2 separate regions of the Hordeum vulgare genome follow, and region 1 is linked to region 2. Evidence: chromatin contacts called from public Hi-C data. All regions are on one chromosome and are shown on one strand. Each heading gives the region's core, a stretch centred on a gene start, on an enhancer-like site or on the middle of the called end of the contact. The rest is flanking DNA. Distances are from core to core; before and after follow the strand shown. Region 1 has its middle 140 kb from the start of LOC123411621. Region 2 holds the start of LOC123411621 (zinc finger protein CONSTANS-LIKE 14-like).

Region 1 (2,700 bases), core at 173-2,672, 140 kb after region 2:
GGATTGGTGTGGAATATGATGGATTTGCATAATGTGATGGTTGTTGTATTGAGCCTCATGAACGAGTATATACAAGAGTACAAACTTGGAGGGCAAGAAGCCTCTTTAAGAGATAAGGTAGGAGATAGATTACAAATCCTAGACTACCAAATACATAGACTCCAAATATATCTCTAACACCCCCCATGATCGTAGCAATAGCTTGTGAACAACAGGAGCATCGTGGACGGTCAGACTCGAGAGAATAACAACCGACGGGCTGACATCCCCCGCAATCACAACAGGAGCGTCGAGGACGGTGTCGCGTCGCAAACGCATGGAATGTAGAGGAAGCCGATGAGTTGCTCAAGCAAGGTGATAACCCTTTGTGTCGTTGTCGAAGTAGCTAAGAGTGTGGGTGGTGTAGTCGTGGCCGCGGTATCCGTGCGAAGGACGTCGTGGTCCATGTCGAGTTGGGGCTGCCGGCCCTCGGCCTCGCCGGCTCCGTCGCCTCGCTCCTCAGTCGTGTCGGGTCGGCTGCCCGGCTGCCGGCTCTGGCCACGTCAGTCGTCGTCGTCTTCATCTCGAACGCCGCCACCCCGCCTCCACCAAGCGACGTCCCTGACGTCGTAGAAGTGCATGTTGTAGCCAATGCAAACTAAAGATCAATATGATGAAAGAGACTAGGCAATAAATTTATACGTCAATATTCTCCCTCACGTGTGGCTCCCTCAGACCTAAACATGGACCAAAAATAGGCTACAATTTAATTGCGTCAACCGGGTATTGAACTCAAGACTTCTTAGATCTCATATCATGTTAGAAGAGAGATAGAGGGATTGATGTGGAATATGATGGATTGACATAATACGATGAATGTTGTATTAAGCCTCATGGACGAGTATATGTAGGAGTACAAACTTAGAGAACAAGAAGCATCTTCTAAAGATAAGGTAGAAGACGGATTACAAATCCTAAATTATCAACTACATGGACTCTAAATATATTTCTAACACTCACATCTCCGAATGATATAGCTGGTAGGAGACGGATTACAAATCTTAAACTATCAAATATATGAATTATATTTATTAAGATCGCCACAATTTTGCAATAATAATTAGATTTTGTAGAAAATGCAGACTATAAGACACGAAAGAGAATACATATCCGGCTGCAACTAGTTAGCAGCTCCTGAATTGAGGTCAGCCATGACGACACGGAAATAAACAATTCCCCACGAAATCTTGGACGCAGTATCTATACATGCATAGCTGGATTTGGTAATTGATGATTAAATTAAGGTGGGCTACGGCTAGTGGAAGGCCATGATTAGTGTGTGTATTATATTAGCAGCTCGAGCTTACCTTCTTCTTTTAGCACTGGTGCGTGTATGACAGGACTATTATATGCTAACAAATCTGATTTAATTAATAGCCGCGGAGTCCAGAAGCGTCTGTTTGGTCTACGGATCCGAGTTGTATAGACTAAATTATTGGGCTCCGAATCTAATCTTACCGGAAATAAAGTTGTCTTGTCGTATATTCCCCGTTTGCGTGAGAGACGAGTGACACTGTTCACAACACAAGGTGTTTTACGCTTTTCTGTACTCTGGTGTAAACTGGTAACTTTTTTTTTTTGCGGGGGAGTGTAAACTGGTTATTATCGTACTCCCTCCACGTTCCATAATATAAGAACGTTTTAAACTGTTATAAAAATGCTTTTATATTATAAAACGGAAAAAATATTAAATTAGCATGTCTAGAACTCACATGTTATCCGCTTGTTACTGCAGCCATTTCAGTTGGGCGGAACAAAGAGTTTGGAGGTCCTATTTAGCGTGCGTCAGACCCTGATCTTATTCCGCGCCTTAAGCTGTAGATGTACTAACCGCCGCCCACCACTCCGACCGAGCAGGCCAGCACATTTAGGGCTGTAGTTGTAGTTCATTTTTTCTTGCGTATTTTTTCCTATTTTATTTCTTCATCATTTTATTTCTTTATTCTTTATAATCTTATTTTTTAGGATTATTCTATATTTTACATGTGCGATACTTTTGTTGGTCCGAATGTTTTTTTTTAATTTGTGAACTCTTATTAAATCCATGAATCGTTTTTTCAAACACGTGGAATTTGTTCAAATTCATAAATATCTGGGAACATGTGCTATATTTTTGTTGATCCAAGATTACGTTTTCAAATTCGGTCTAGTTTTCCAATCTCTATTTTTAATAATCCATGAACATTTTAGTCAAAATCGATGATCTTTTTCTAAATTTGAGAAATTTCTTTAAAATATTTGAAAACATTTTTGCAAATGAGTGATTTTTTAAAAAATCAATGAATTTTTTTAAAACCGTCGCATGCGTGACGGGTCGGGACATAACAGCGGTGTTTCGACGCCAGAAACACTGGCACTGACCGGTGCAGAAGGCGTCAACTATGAGGTCTTGTTAGCAGGGAGCCACTAATCGTGCAGCCCCCACGCCTCCACATGCATTTCGGCCAGCCCATGTGTGGGGGTGGGCGCTCCTGTTTTTTTATTTCTGTTATTCATTTTTTGTTTATTGTTCGTTTATTTCTATAGAACTGTTCATCAATCTGAAGTTCTATTTGCTGGGGATTTCAAACATAATCTCAAATACAAAACTTTAAATAAATTTTAAATTGTTTCCAAATTTGTAAAATGTTCAATAATCTTGATAGTGTTTACGAATTCAAA
Region 2 (2,820 bases), core at 233-2,732:
GATGACTTTGGAACTGGCACCTTATTATTCATCTGAAAGCCAAATAGGTTTTCCATGACCTATGACCAGAGATCATGATTGCATTCCATGATCTGATTGATCAATGGATTAACCGGGAACTGCACAAAGTGGCAGCGACCATGTAGCCTTCAACAAACTTGTTTGATGATCTATTGTTGTTTGCTCAGGAAATTAAGATCAGAACATTTCTCGTGACCGTGTAGTGTTAATGCATTCCCAGAAAACATGTGATGTTAATGTGTGTCGGGCTAGCACGATGCGGCTACCTGAAGGCAATGCAACTAATTTAGACACTCATAAAGACACGCACAAAACATTTGATTAGTAATACAATTACATGTGAATTGTCTGAATAGTGAATACCCACAATTGATTTATTTGTTTGCACAATAGTATTATTCTCATGTTTTTTACCTGGGTGGGTGGCACTGATGAGGGTGGGGCGAACTCCCATCGAAGTTGTTCTTCGTCGTCATCAGGGAGCCGGTCGTTGCCGACAAGCTCGGCGCAGTGGGCTGACGGCATCATCAGCAGGGACGTGTACGGACACGGCACCTCTGGAGCAGGAGGCAGCGGCGGGGGAGGCTGCTTGTCAGGCAAGCGCCCGCTAGACCCGGCGGAGGACCGGCGAGGAGTCCTGGGGCTCAGATCCGAGTACCCCTGCGGCTGCGACGTGTCCGTCTCTCGCCGCGCCATCTCCGCGAGCTGGTCGCACAGCGCTTCCCCCTTGAGGGGCCGACCGCCGCCTGCCGAGACAGCCACCTCCGGCGGGTTGCAGGGCACGTAGAGGTCGCGCATCTCGGGGTCAACCAGCATGGAGTAGTCCAAGGACGAGAAGAAGAAGGCGTCCTCATCCTCCTGGCCGGCGCCAGTGCCGAGGCCGCAACCGAACGCGGCGGCGCCACCGCCGCCAGGGAGGAGGTCGACGCCCCACGACGCGGCGAGCTCGGCCGCCGCGGGGCAGCCCGCGAACCCCTCCACGGGCACGCGCGCCGCGCCTTCGCACCCGCCGTCGCAGTCCACGCAGAGGAACGCCGGCTCGCCTCCCCCAGCCGCCACGCGCGCCGCGGCCGGGCGGGCCGCGCACCCGGCGCAGAGCGGCGCGCGCACGTGCTTCCGGGAGAGCGCGTTGGCGGCGTGCACGTGGCGGTCGCACGCCACGCAGAGCCGCGCCGCGTCCGCGCGGCAGTGCAGCGCCGCCGCCGCCTCCCCGCAGTAGTCGCACGGCCAGTGCTGCCTCGCCCCTCCGTCCTTCATGTCCAGCGCCCAGCAAGCAACCCGAGCAGAGAACCCCGCGATGCCGGAGGGAGGCGGGTCAAACGGCGGGAGAGCGAGAGGGTTCTGCCGCTTCTTATCGCCGCGCGCTTAGCTTATGCAAATGCAATCCGAAACGAGGCTGCGACTGCGAGGGTACGGGAGAAAGCGAGGGAGAGGACCGATCCCGTGCGCCATGCCCAACAGCGAGGCCGGGCGCGGCCTTCTCTTTCCACGTGCCGCGCTATGATTTCGCTGAGGTGGCGGGGCCGAGGACGTGGGACCGGTTGGGCAGTGAGCTCGCCATGTCGGAAAATATCTAGCGGAGCTCGCTGAGGTGGTGGGCTGAGTGCGAGGGGGCTGGGAGGCTGACACGGTGGGGCATGGGCAGCGGGTCCCGATGCGGTGGAAAGGATTAGGACTCCCGTACAAATTAGGGCATGTAACTAAAATAAGACAAAAAGTTCATGCATAATAGGCTTCCTTAGTCTCAAATAACTGTCTTAATTTTATATTTTCTCTGTTCGAAATTAGTTGTTATAAAAATAAATAGGAATAAATGTATTTAGAACTAAAATACATCTAGATACATCGATTTCTCTAACAAGTATTTTTGGACGAAGAGAGTACTAATTTTTGTATAAAATTATATTAAACTTGGGACACTTATAAGAAGACAAAGGGAGTAGTTTTCTAGTCTTATCTTTAATATTTTGATATTTCTAAATATGTGCATTTTTGCTAAGAGATCATCTCTTAATTAGAAATATGAATCAATCTCTGATTGGATGGTTCGACGGATTGTGGTATGCTCAGCCCATCAAGTCACCGGGGTTCAAGTCTTGCTCGCATTTATTTCTAAACTTATTTCAGGATTTTCGACGATGCGCATTCAGTGGAAGAAGAGGTTCCTCTCAACGACGAGGTGTTTACGATGACTTCATAAATTTCAAGACAATATGTTGGTCCAGTCTCTCAAAAGTGTTTATAGGGATAGGTGTTGGATAATGTAGCATAAATTCAAAATTTTCCTACGCCATGTTCAGATCTTTCTATGGAGAGACGTGCAACGAGAGAGGGGTGAGTGCATCTTCGTACCTTTGAAGATCCCTAAGCGGAAGCGTTGCTAGAACGCGGTTGATGGAGTCGTACTCGCGGCGATTCAGATCGCGGTGTGATTCCGATCTAGTGCCGAACCACGGCACCTCCGCGTTCAACACACGTGCAGCTCGGTGACGTCTCCCGCACCTTGATCCAGCAAAGAGGAGGGAGAGGTTGGGGAAGATCTCCGGCAGCACGGCAGCATGGTGTCGATGGAGAGACGAGCTCTCCCGGCACGGCTTCGCCAAGCACCGTAGGAGAGGAGGAAGGAGGAGCAGGGCTGCGCCGAGGAGAGGGAAAACTATGTGCAAAACAGCCCCAAAACCCTCCCTATATATAGGAGGAGGGGAGGGGGTGCGCCACCCCTAGGGTTCCCACCCTAGGTGGTGCGGCTGCCTAGATGGGAGAGGGGCGGCGGCCAGGGCAGGGAGAGGGGGGGCGCAC

The links. Hi-C and Micro-C count contacts between places; a contact is called where the count stands out from the background.
Region 1: a contact with region 2 is called in a Hi-C map of leaf, with 6 times the contacts expected there. The contact joins the enhancer-like site here to the promoter of LOC123411621 in region 2. A contact is called at or near these places in 2 of 6 Hi-C or Micro-C datasets (leaf and seedling) and 1 of 1 datasets of contacts at active chromatin or transcription factors (embryo).

Annotation. Positions count from the first base shown.
Region 1 is chr7H:212,931,024-212,933,723 of MorexV3_pseudomolecules_assembly, forward strand. No RefSeq gene overlaps it. Among protein-coding and RNA genes, the nearest start is that of LOC123411621, 140 kb to the left of the region's middle. Within about 2 kb of position 1,423, at least 3 of the 3 cell types and tissues checked have open chromatin away from gene starts, as enhancers often do. A contact at or near this core is called in leaf and seedling, where this site is marked.
Region 2 is chr7H:212,787,588-212,790,407 of MorexV3_pseudomolecules_assembly, forward strand. It overlaps LOC123411621 (zinc finger protein CONSTANS-LIKE 14-like), which reads right to left and starts at 1,483. Exons shown (of 4, transcript XM_045104586.1): 1 at 436-1,483. The coding sequence starts at 1,278.